2 separate regions of the Mus musculus genome follow, and region 2 is linked to region 1. Evidence: chromatin contacts called from public promoter capture Hi-C data. All regions are on one chromosome and are shown on one strand. Each heading gives the region's core, a stretch centred on a gene start, on an enhancer-like site or on the middle of the called end of the contact. The rest is flanking DNA. Distances are from core to core; before and after follow the strand shown. Region 1 has its middle 64 kb from the start of Gm30275. Region 2 holds the start of Oxa1l (oxidase assembly 1-like).

Region 1 (2,579 bases), core at 32-2,531:
TTCTGTAGCAGACGGAAAAGATATCGCATGACCAGAATGCATTAGGATGCACCTACATATGGGGACTTGCTTTCTAAGCTGTCCAAAACTAAAGTAGGGGTCCACTCCTGCTGGCAGCAGAAACAACACAGCCTGGAAGACACAGCTGTGTGGTGTGTCCCAGGTCTGAAGCCAGACAACTTGGCTGCTTCTTTTCTGTATTTCTATAATTCTTTTTTCTTTCCTTCTCTCTTTCTTTCTTCCTTTCTTTCTTTCCTTCTTTCTTTTTTTCACCATTTACCCAGTACAACAATACCCTATTGAGTTCTTCTAAGCCAGGGTATTTAAAAGCCTTGGGTGGTTTCTGAGAACAGGGTACAAATCTAGGCACCCCTCTTTGGCCTGTTGAGAAACTGGACTGTCCTCCACTAACCACAAAACCCATGGTTACCAGGACTTCTCGGAGTCATTCATTAAAACAGTGATATTGAGGTAAATAATTCAGTCACTTTCCACACAGAGGAACTCGGGCATGGAACTAAGAAACAGCCTCATCTCTCCTGGTCTTCATCCCTTTCCTCTCTTTAGCCCTCCATGGACACCAAGGTGACCTGCCACTGCTTTCCAGTCCCTTGAGAGTGACTCCAGATGCCAAAAACTCTGCCTGTCTGAGTGACCTTAAACAGCCTGTATCCTGTTCATGCCTCATCTGTGATGTGTAACTTGAGGTCCTGGGATTAGATGATGACTGAGTCCTCTTCCAGCTCCTACCATCTTGCAGCTTTGCCTTCCCAAGCTTCTGTCAGCCCTCAAAGGATGGCACACAGAATACAGTTTCCAACAATAGGCCAACTCAGCAGGACCTGGCAACACTTGTTTTCCAGTAGAGAAGAATTGTGGCTGTGGTTGGACTCTTGTTGACATTCTTTGTCCTCTGAAGGAAACAAACCCGGAGGCTTCAGATGTCATTGACACCAACAACAGGGCCTGGGGTGGTCACACCCTTGTGGAAGAAACCTGCCGAGCTGTTCCTGTGGGCTCTGAAGTTGCCTAGTCCAAGACTGAGGATGTTTTAATAACTATTTCTCAAATTTAAAAAAAAGAGCTTTTTATATTCAGCATAGGGGTGTGGGGGGTAAATCAGGTCTCCCAGGAGGGCTCTACTCTCGCCCATAATAGGGGATTGGTTTAGCTCAGCTGCTCCTACAAAGGGTTGAATACAGCAAGCAGCAGTGCAGGCAGCTCCCTGCAGCTCTATGTGAAAATGACTCACAGCGGTTATGAATATCAAGCCTCCTTTGATGTGTTCCCAGACGTGAGGAACAGCCTGGAAGAGGAGGTTGGCTCTGGATGCCTGCTCTGTGGGGTGGTGCACAGAGGCCTGAGCACATCTGGCACTATCCAGAAGCTCCAGGAGAAATTCAGGCTGGGTAATTACCTAGGACTTCCTAGGATACCACAGCTCTGATTCATCATTATGCTCTCTCTGTCTCTGTCTGTCTCTTTGTCTCTCTGTCTCTGTCTCTCTCACACACACACACATGCACAGAGAGACAGAGACAGAGACAGAGACAGAGACAGAGAGAGAATTAGATTCCCCTAGAAACTGCAACCTGTTTCTATACCTTCACCTTTCCCAAGGGGATAACAATTCACATCCATGAATAAAAGTTGTTTTACTGAACACAAAATGAATGTGCCTCCTCACCCAGCATCTGTACCAATTGCTGTAAAGCCATAGACCCTGCCCCAGTCAGCCAAGCGGAAGGAGTTTCCTCTGTAATGGCCATTTCTACACTCTTAGCCTTTCAAGAGGCTGCATGGTACCTTGTTCTTCTAATAGGTTCTCAATGGTGATTGACTACAGTGACTCCAAGTCTTTTCCCCCATTGGCAGCTCATGAGACTGGGTCAATCACACTTAGATATAATAGAAGACAGAGCTGTGGCCACAGCATCCCGGCTTGTAGCAAATGGGTGGGTGAGCCACTACCACTTCATGTCTGTTTCTGGGGAGAATGAATGCATGCAAGGGTTTCTCCCATCTTAGGCCAGGTTCAATAGCATATTCTCTAAGTCTCTGGAAACTTTGGCAGTCTTTATACTTTTAGAAGCAAATAATACTACTGTGTTCTAGTAGATGGTCCCACCCATGCAATGTTGGCAGCACTAAGTAGATTCAGTGGGTAATTTTGAGAGGGACAAAGAGAGGGAGGGAAAGAGAGGGAGGGAGAGAGAGAAAAAGAGAATGAAATTTGAAGGAAACGTGGCAGAGAGAGATGTCAGAGGAACTGAAGAATAGCTGATATGTAAATTTGATCTAACACATTATGTGCATTATGAATATCAGGTAAAATGCATTAAAAAAAAAAGCAATTGTCAAGGGGCATTTAGGGAGGTAATTGATTTAATCCTGTGCTTGCTTATTTTCCTTTTCTGAAATGATGTTTACATTGCAGCTAAGTGGGGCTTTGAGTGAAAATTTCTCGGGAATCCGCAGAGATCTCTGTGCCCTAGGCATGGAAACAAAGCCAGCAGCTCGTTTTCAGGGAGTACTAGCCATGTGTCAGGCACAATGCTTAGAGCCTCCCAGACATCTTC
Region 2 (2,579 bases), core at 34-2,533, 300 kb after region 1:
TATGGCTCAGCGGTTAAGACTATTTGCTGCACCATGGTGAATACCAGAGTTCAGATCCCAACACTTATGCAACAAACACCTCTAACTCCATCCCTCTTCTGGCCTCCGAGAATGTACACTCATACAACACACGACATCTATGAAATAAATAAGTTTTTATTCCTCCAAAGTATCTAGTAGCATATGAAGAAGTATATGTGATCAACCCCCTCCTTCCTGAGCAGTAATTTATTTTTCACATTACTTTTTTTTTTTAAGATAAGGTCTCCATTTTTAACCCTGGCTGGCCTTGAACTCACCACTTACCTGAGTCAGCTTCCTCTTCAGTGCTGGGATCACAGGCGTGCAGCACCATACCCACCTTATTTCAATTTATGCTTTAGGGAAGCTTTTAGTTTCAAAAAATACACAACAAAATCTACAAATAGATAGTAACAATCTTGAGACAACAGATCCAAGACATCAAGTTCAACTTTCATCTTTAGTTTCCTCGGTTATTTCCCGGAAACTGCCTTCCCTATAGCTTTGTCAGATTCCAGGCTACTTTCAAATTTCATTGGATCTGTAATTACAATATTACCTTGCAGTAAGAAAAAACCCACGCCAAGCACAGATGTAAAAGCTATTGTTTTCGCCTTTCTGGTTTGCCTGTTTGTGGGGTTAATTCTAGTTTGAGATTTTGTTTATTCATTATCTTCTTGTGACAGGCAGGGTCTCTCTGCAGTCCTGGCTAGCCTTAAACACAATAGGTAACCAAGATTCACCTCGAATTTTAGGCAATCCTCCTGCCTCCGCCTCCCAAATGCTGGGATTATAGATTTGAGGCACTATTCCAAGAGTAAAGGCCATTTTTAATCCAAGAATTATTTTAACCCAGGGAACAATTACAGTTTGGGAAATGGAAGGGAAAACAGGAAATATGCTATGTTTACACTGCCACTTAACAGCGCATCCTGTCTCTTAGTTTCTTTTCTTTTTTTTTTTTTTTTTTTTTTTTTTTTTTGATTTTCGAGACAGGGTTTCTCTGTATAGTCCTGGCTGTTGTCCTGGAACTCACTTTGTAGACCAAGCTGGCCTCGAACTCAGAAATCCGCCTGCCTCTGTCTCTTAGTTTCAATCTCTGCGGAATCTTGACTTTTTTAAACCACTTCAAATACCATCGCCTGTCTTCATTCTCCCTCACTACCTGATCTGTGACGTCAGGTCTGACTGCCTGCCCATTTCCAAAATGGCCTCCCCCGCAGCGTCAAAGTTCTGAGTGCGCGTGCGCGAGAGTAAGTTCCCTCTTCCCGGCAAGATGGCGAGGAATTTAGTGTGCGGTCGCTGGCAGCTTCTGCGACTCCTACGACCCCAGCGTTCGGTAAGGTTCCGTCCAAAGCGCGGGGATGCTGCCTTGTCCTTGTCACCTGAGCTGAGGTCACGAGCAGATGCTGACCTGGTCACTGCGACCTGCGAGTCATGACCTCCGGTCGCGTGAGGGCACCACCGGGTTACGTCCCGGGGTTGGTGGCCTGGTTTCTCTGTAGCTGTTTGGAAACTGCCTGCGACCCTGAGCCGTGACCTCTGGGCCCCGTCCCCGGGCTTCGGTAACAGGATGCGGGAGACCCTAACCGGAGCTGCACCCTGCACGCTCCAGTGCATGGCTTCGGGGCCTGTAGTCTGTGCGAGCAGAGTTGCAGCGCCCCACTGCTGCAACCGCAGGCTGTCTGCGGGAGAGGCGGGTCGGCTGGGACTCAAGGCCTTCCCTTCCTTTCACATGGTCAGTACCATAGCGTCGCAGTGTCCCTGAGACCGCTGGCCGCCGAGCTCCTCGCAGCCCGCCGGGGTAACGGGCGGCCACCCTGTGCTCTTCTCGCCGTCTTCACTCCTCGCTGCATCAGTACATCTGCCACCCTCTTTGCAGAAGCCCAGGTAAGAGGTTCCCGCTGAGGAAAGGAGCACGACTTCTTGGCCCCTTTCTTTTGGTTCTGTGTTGTTTTGTTTGTTTTGTTTTGCGGGAGACAGTGAATGTGTAGCAGAGTTCTCACACTCCTCCTAAGTTCCTCCTAATATTAACCTGTTTGGAGTAGAAGTAGATTCTCATCTCAGGCAACTCAGTGAGGAAATGCCTAAAAGTGCTGAGAAATTTGTAGGGCAGGCAAAATGACCCTGCTGTACAAAAGCTCTTGCTATTGCAACCCTGGTAAACCGAGTGCCAACCCTGGAACCCAAGTAAAGGTGGAGCAGGTTGTGGCACAATCCTAGTAACCCCAGCACTTGGGAGGCAGAGATGGATAGATCTCTGAATTCAAAACCAGCCTGGTCAACATAGAGCTGTGTAGTGTGACCTTGTCTCAAAAATGAAAAAAAATAAATAAATAAATAATGAAGGAAGAAGGCGCCACACAAAGTTCATCTCTGACTTCCACACATGCTGTGGCATGCATGCCTACATACATCACACACACAAGATAAAAAAAAATTAAGCCTGGCGGTTGGTGGCGCACGCCTTTAGTCCCAGCACTTGAGAGGCAGAGGCAGGTGGATTTCTGAGTTCGAGGCCAGCCTGGTCTACAAAGTGAGTTCCAGGACAGCCAGGG

Evidence for each region. Promoter capture Hi-C pulls out the DNA fragments that hold promoters and counts their contacts.
Region 2: a promoter capture Hi-C map of pre-B cells shows a contact between it and region 1, with 7 times the contacts expected there. The contact joins the promoter of Oxa1l here to the enhancer-like site in region 1. A contact is called at or near these places in 17 of 39 promoter capture datasets (the 3T3-L1 cell line, 3T3-L1-derived adipocytes, the C10 cell line and 12 more), 2 of 15 datasets of contacts at CTCF or cohesin (large pre-B cells and stem cell-derived epiblast-like cells), 7 of 484 Hi-C or Micro-C datasets (adipose-derived mesenchymal stem cells, cerebral cortex, cortical neurons and 3 more), 13 of 115 datasets of contacts at active chromatin or transcription factors (the 230-238 cell line, acute myeloid leukemia, astrocytes and 5 more) and 2 of 9 other capture datasets (adipose tissue and embryonic stem cells).

The regions. Positions count from the first base shown.
Region 1 is chr14:54,060,535-54,063,113 of GRCm38.p6, forward strand. It overlaps Tcra and Tcrd. Among named protein-coding and RNA genes, the nearest start is that of Gm30275, 64 kb to the right of the region's middle. Within about 2 kb of position 1,282, at least 57 of the 459 cell types and tissues checked have an H3K27ac peak or open chromatin away from gene starts, as enhancers often do. A contact at or near this core is called in adipose-derived mesenchymal stem cells, cerebral cortex, cortical neurons and 1 more, where this site is marked.
Region 2 is chr14:54,359,558-54,362,136 of GRCm38.p6, forward strand. It overlaps Oxa1l (oxidase assembly 1-like), which reads left to right and starts at 1,284. Exons shown (of 10, transcript NM_026936.3): 1 at 1,284-1,360; 2 at 1,765-1,911. The coding sequence starts at 1,298.